Linked DNA regions of Mus musculus: region 2 is linked to region 1. Evidence: chromatin contacts called from public Hi-C data. All regions are on one chromosome and are shown on one strand. Each heading gives the region's core, a stretch centred on a gene start, on an enhancer-like site or on the middle of the called end of the contact. The rest is flanking DNA. Distances are from core to core; before and after follow the strand shown.

Evidence for each region. Hi-C and Micro-C count contacts between places; a contact is called where the count stands out from the background.
Region 2: a Hi-C map of cranial neural crest shows a contact between it and region 1, with 4 times the contacts expected there. The contact joins two enhancer-like sites. A contact is called at or near these places in 4 of 484 Hi-C or Micro-C datasets (the C3H10T1/2 cell line, cranial neural crest and embryonic fibroblasts).

Annotation. Positions count from the first base shown.
Region 1 is chrX:135,795,133-135,798,162 of GRCm38.p6, forward strand. Gprasp1 (G protein-coupled receptor associated sorting protein 1) reads left to right here. Exons shown (of 11, transcript NM_026081.5): 5 at 1,010-1,204; 6 at 1,817-1,905; 7 at 2,421-2,497; 8 at 2,656-2,732; 9 at 2,891-2,962. Among named protein-coding and RNA genes, the nearest start is that of Mir1970, 10 kb to the left of the region's middle. Within about 2 kb of position 1,444, at least 145 of the 459 cell types and tissues checked have an H3K27ac peak or open chromatin away from gene starts, as enhancers often do.
Region 2 is chrX:136,311,928-136,314,957 of GRCm38.p6, forward strand. No RefSeq gene overlaps it. Among named protein-coding and RNA genes, the nearest start is that of Bex3, 43 kb to the left of the region's middle. Within about 2 kb of position 1,569, at least 22 of the 459 cell types and tissues checked have an H3K27ac peak or open chromatin away from gene starts, as enhancers often do.

The sequences.
Region 1 (3,030 bases), core at 194-2,693:
GGCCAAATAACATCTTTATGTATCATGGGTTGTTATTCTGTGAAACACTGGGTAGGTGCTTAAATAAATCTCTAAATGGGCAAGCGCAATAGCCTTAGTTTGTGCTTAATGACACTCCCCTTTTTTTCCCCAGAGAGGTATTGCTACTTAGAATCACACAACACACACACACACACACACACACACACACACACACCAACACACCAACCACCACCACCACCATACACACAAACGGACACGCACAAACATGGGGGAACGCAGGCACACACACCCCAACCACCACACACACACACACACACACACACACTGTGGCACAAAGAATTGACTGTTGGCCCAAACCTGTGGTTGATTTACTAGGCCAGAAGGTGTAGTTTGGTTTTCCTTTTGGAAGAGGGGCAATGGTGGGGAATGTAATGGAGGCCCCACTTTGGATTCCATAGAGACAGGAGTGCCCTCCCTTCATGGTTGCATGAACCAGTAAAAGAAAACATGGGAGAATCAACAGGAACCTACTGGCTGGCTGGCTGTTGCTAGGTCACCTGTCCCCTCTCAGGCTGCAGTACAAGCAGTCCCCCTCCCCTTCCATTGGCGTCATATGAGGAGGCAGAGGAGGGGGAAGCAAAGAGGGAGTACAGGGAGGGGCAGGCACTGTCCAGCCTCGTTCTGAAATACAGATGTATCAAGGTTCTCACTCAGTATCCCTCCGCTGCTCCCCCCTGCTCCCTAACTGCAGACCTTCTCCTCCCTATAGTCCCCCCCTCCCCAAAACCCTCATAGACTCTAGATCTTAGCCATCCCACACACTGTTGTGGCGCCAAAAAAAAAGTGGTGGTGGTCTCTGGTTAGGGTGAACAGGGGTCTGCAGACGCCTAACCGGTGCAACCCACCCCTCCAAGAGGAGTGGGGCTGTCTGGCCCCGCCCACTCCGAGTCGGAACTACAGTGGGTTCGGGAGGGGGCGTAGAGCCCCGTGCGCAGTATCCCTCCGCCCCCTTCCCGACACCCTCCAGGCGAGCTGGCTTGCCGCAGTCTACGCAGCCCCTGCCTGTTTGGTGCAGAGGCGTGGGGACAGGACACATCTCTGCCATTCCACTCGCGCGCAAAGCGTTAAAGACCAGTGAGAGGATCCGCCGAGGACAGAGAACACCCAGGAATAGGAGTCGGACGTGGGGGAGCCCAGGGACCTGGGCCGTGCGCCTGGCCAGGCAAGTGGGGGTGTGTCGAGGGCTCTGGGCGGTCGCGCACTGCAAACAACTGCCTGGCCCTGACAGTCCAGTGGAGGCAAAGAGGTCGCAGCTGCTCCCTGGAGTGTGCGCGGTGCCCGGAGACCCCAGACCGTGGTGGGGAGGAGGCGGGAACCCCTGCGGAGCCCCAGGCACCAGGGTTGAATGGAGCTGCTGCTGGGTGTGATGATCTGCAGACTAGCACAGCCTACTGACCGCCTGGCAGTTGGCTTTCTGAGCGCCCATACCCGGCCCTCCGTAATCTCTGGGCCCTATAAGGGTTATGGGGTAGGCGGCTGCTGTTGAAATGGCGATGCGGGGGTGGGGGGGGCATCTGGGAGCCCACAGGTCCGAGGAAGGCGGCTGCAAGAGAAATGGCCGGCCATACTGGAGTGGGGGTGGGGGCTAAAGCCCACAGGTGTGGGTGTGGGGCAAGTGTCCAGCATTGGGGCCAGCTCAGCTGGTGGGTGGTGAGTCGCCTCAGCTATTAGGTTCTGAACTGGTTCCTGAGAGGGGCCCTGGTACCCTGCATCCTGGGTGCTGTCACTCCCCACAGGCTTCTGATTGATGGAAAGTGACCTGTCTGCATGGTAGGTCTGGCATATTCTGGCAAGCCACGGTGAGCATCTATAGACCAGAAGCTTGAGAAAAGAGGAACAGGAAAATGGCGTGGATTTCTGGAGGTGTGTAGTAATGGGGATGGGCACCAGACAGTGAGTGGAGATGCAAAAAGGGTGGGGTGACTGGCCAGAACAGGTGGGATATCCATTAGTGTCTCCTAATCTCATTTCTCACAACCTTGTAGGTACCTTCCACACTGCCTTTCCCCTCCCTCCCAAATCTGGGGTCTGAAAAGATGGTTTGGGGATGATGACGGAGTCATAAATCCAAGGACCACTTCAGAACCTGGTTTCTAGAATGTGCTGCGCCCTTCCCCCATTTTTTGCTGCGCAAGGAAGGGAAATATGGCCACCTAGTGGCGGATCTTCAACATTGCAGAAGGGACTAAAGGATGACATCAGGAAGTGGGTGTTACCTCAGGAGCCCTACAGCCAGGCTAAATAAATCTAGAATGTTCCAGCAGTAGGACCCTAAATGCTGAAAGACACATGATCTGGTTCATATCCTTGGTGACATTCATAACATGATCAGCTGCTACCATCATATAAGTGCCATACATTTTCATCTTTGTCCACAGCCCTGCTTTAAGGCTGGTCAGTTCTTCAAGCAAGGGAAGAAGGCTTCAAGGCGACTGTCTCAAATCTCTGGAGATTGGTGAGACTCAGGGCAGTGCAGGAGCCAGCCACTGAGGAGGCAAATTCAGATTGCTCTAACCCAAGAGGGTGCCCGATGCCTTTACTGTCCCCTTAATTTGCACAAAGCTGCTGCCATCATTTCCTGATTGTCATACATTTTCATGTCTCTGTTCACAGCCCTGCTTTAAGGCTGGTCAGTTCTTCAAGCAAGGGAAGAAGGCTTCAAGGCGACTGTCTCAGATCTCTGGAGATTGGTGAGACTCAGGGCAGTGCAGGACCCAGCCACTGAGGAGGCAAATTCAGATTGCTCTAACCCAAGAGGGTGCCCGATGCCTTTATTGTCCCCTTAATTTGCACAAAGCTGCTGCCATCATTTCCTGATTGTCAGACATTTTCATGTCTTTGTCCACAGTCCTGCTTTAAGGCTGGTCAGTTCTTCAAGCAAGGGAAGAAGGCTTCAAGGCGACTGTCTCAGATCTTGGAGGTTGGTGAGACTCAGGGCAGTGCAGGAGCCAGCCACTGAGGAGGCAAATTCAGATTCTAACCAAATTC
Region 2 (3,030 bases), core at 319-2,818, 520 kb after region 1:
CAACAGAAAAGCAGAATAGTAACACTCTATAGGAAAATGCTCATATTAAATGTGACATATTGCCAGGCATGGTGGGGCATGCCTTTAATCCCAGCACTCAGGAGGCAGAGGCAGGCGGATTTCTGAGTTCGTGGCCAGCCTGGTCTACAGAGTGAGTTCCAGGACAGCCAGGGCTATACAAAGAAACCCTGTCTCGAAAAACAAACAAACAAACAAACAAACAAACAAACAAACACAAACAAAACAAAACAAATGTGACATATAAGTTACATTTGCATATGCACACCTACAACAGAATATGTCATAATGCTAATATCAGAGATCATAAGAATGTTAACCATTAATATGTTCAATTCTGCACATGACATACTGTGTGGTTTTTGCATGGGTGTGACCAACATACTTATCAGAAGTATCCAGGATGAAGAGTTTAATCTTATGATTAAATTCCACTATGGAGACAACTTTATGATCAAGTCCACTATAACATGACAGCAGGAATGTCTGCCAGAAGAGAGGTGTTCATCACATACCTACAGGAATCTCACAGGATAGAATAATATATTCCCACAGAAACATATGAAGTGAACTACTTTCTCTTACACATCTCTTTAAGTTTTCACAACTTTCCTAATGGAGCCTTTAGTCAGGTAACAAACATTTGAAACAAGAGCATGGTAGGAACAGCTCGTTTGCAAACCCAATCCTCTACTCAGGGAGTAAGCAGGGATGCCTTCTGCCAATTCAAGAGGTTCTGTTTGGGAAAATTCAGGAGAAACATAATGGAAAACTATGTTCTTTTAGTGGCCATGTATATGCATCAATAAGTGTAATTTTAAGACTTAGAAAAAGGGAGCATAAGTTATCAGTTACAATAACATAGGGCACCAAGGAAATTAGCAATCCGGCCCATGTGTGGAGGTCAGGGCACAACCCTTGGGAGTTGGTTCTCTCCTTTCTCCACAGCAGCAAATGCTTTACCTGCTAAACCATGATGTCGGCCCAATAACTCAGTCTCTCTGAGCAGTGCAAAGGACACGACTTTACCATCTTTGATGAAAGTTATGTATGAATATTAACCCACACTCATCCGAATAACTCAACATAATAGTAGCACTAGCAATAGAAATGTTACTAATATACAGTAGTATTGGTAGCTTGCTTGTTATCTAGCACTAAGTGATAAGATACACCAAAACTTCCTAAGGACGTATGAGAAGGAGGTATTGCTGCCTAACTTTAAATTTATATGGGAACTGATGCACCCAAAGGGATTTATCAGAATGGATTTGAACACAGTTTATGCTGCACCATAATAAATACCTCTGAGTCTCTCTGACAATCAAAGTCCCTATTGTCACCATTATAGCAAACAAACTTTCTGTAAACAAACATCTATTTGCCTTTCAGAAACTGAGCAGAATTCTCCCAATTGTCTGCATTCTCTTCTAGGAAGGTAGCCTGCAATAGAGTAAGCGTTTTACTTTTAGAGAAAGAGAGAGATGGGGTGGTTTGTGCAAGCAGTTTCAGAGTGGAGGACTAGGCTGCAGGCCGCTGTTGCCACAGTAACCTGACGTCATCAAGGTGACCAATAACAGTTTAGTTAGATCTGCAAGGGTTTTGCTTCTGCGAACATGTTTTGATTCCACAATTTGCTCAGAGATCTGCTAGTAAAATGCACCCTGGTACACCTATTCAAATGACTGATTTCTTTGGTTGCCTTAAGGAATTTTACTTTCAGGGACAGGCTAGGGCATGTAAAAGGGCCAGGTGGAAGTGTTATAAGTTTGTCTAACAATCCTAGCATCGATATTGCCCTAGAAACCTGATATCTTTATGGCTACCAAAATGTCTTTTAAATAATCTGGTTTGATGAGCATCGTTCTGCCTCTAAAAACATACTTTTCAGTTCTGTGCCCATTTCACTTTAAGGGACAATTCCTTAGGGTACCTAAACGGTGAAAGGTGCTTTGTTCTCAGAAACAGAAAAAGGCATAAAGAGGCGGGGTGGTGGAGGTGGGGGGGGAGGAGTGGGCACACGGAGGCATTTCCGGTTTCACCAAGACCTCCTGCATCCAGTTGCCATAGAAACCGGACTCCTTTCTGAAGTCCTTGCGAATGTTTTGACAACATGGTTTGACAAGGACCAAGAGGCCCTTATTTGAAGAATGGGCTCCCTCCTGCCTTCTCTCTGGATGCCCTGAGGTGGGCATCCTTGAGAGGTGGAAAGAAGCAGGGATCACTATTCTAGGTGAAGTCTTTACAGCTTTGAAACTAGGAGGCACAATGGCTCAAGAACAACAGAGATGCGGGATCCTGACCCTAAGTGCTGTCTTGGACTCACTTTCCATGTTGAGCAGGGTTTGAGAAAGAATAGGACATGGTAGAGGTCTCTGAGCCCAGCTTCTCCCTTTGTGAAATGGGGCAGAGCACTAGAGAGGGCAACCACAGGGTCACTGATGCTGTCTGTCAACACCAGCTTAAATAGTAGTGAGCCCAGTGTATATCTCACATGGATGTTAAAATACACATGTTTTAAATTAATAATGCTGTATAAATTGCCTTATTAAAATCATGCAGAGCTATTGTCTCTTAAGAAATGAATCTCAATATATAATCATTACTTCACAGGCATAACATTTTTGGTTGTGTAACTATCTTCAGTATCTCTCCTAAGATCCTGTCCCTAGATAAGTGTAATATTGGTGTTACCATTTGGTTCATTTTCCAGAAATATTATGATATGAAAGATAAAAGACAAAAATGTGAAGTATAATCACAAGAGTCTTTGTTAGGTGGAACTTTGGCGATTTGATTTGGATTATCTCATCTATAGATTTATGTTGAATTTTATCCTCTTGTTTCATAGACCAGTGGTTCCTACTTTACTTGTCTTGCAGGGTTGTAACTGAACCAAGGCCTTCAGCTTGCTTGGCAGACATTCTACACAGAGCTGTATTGCCTGCTCTGTTCAATTCCCCTCCTCCCACTTCAGTCAGGATCTCATTTGTGGAATTCCCCAGCCTCAGC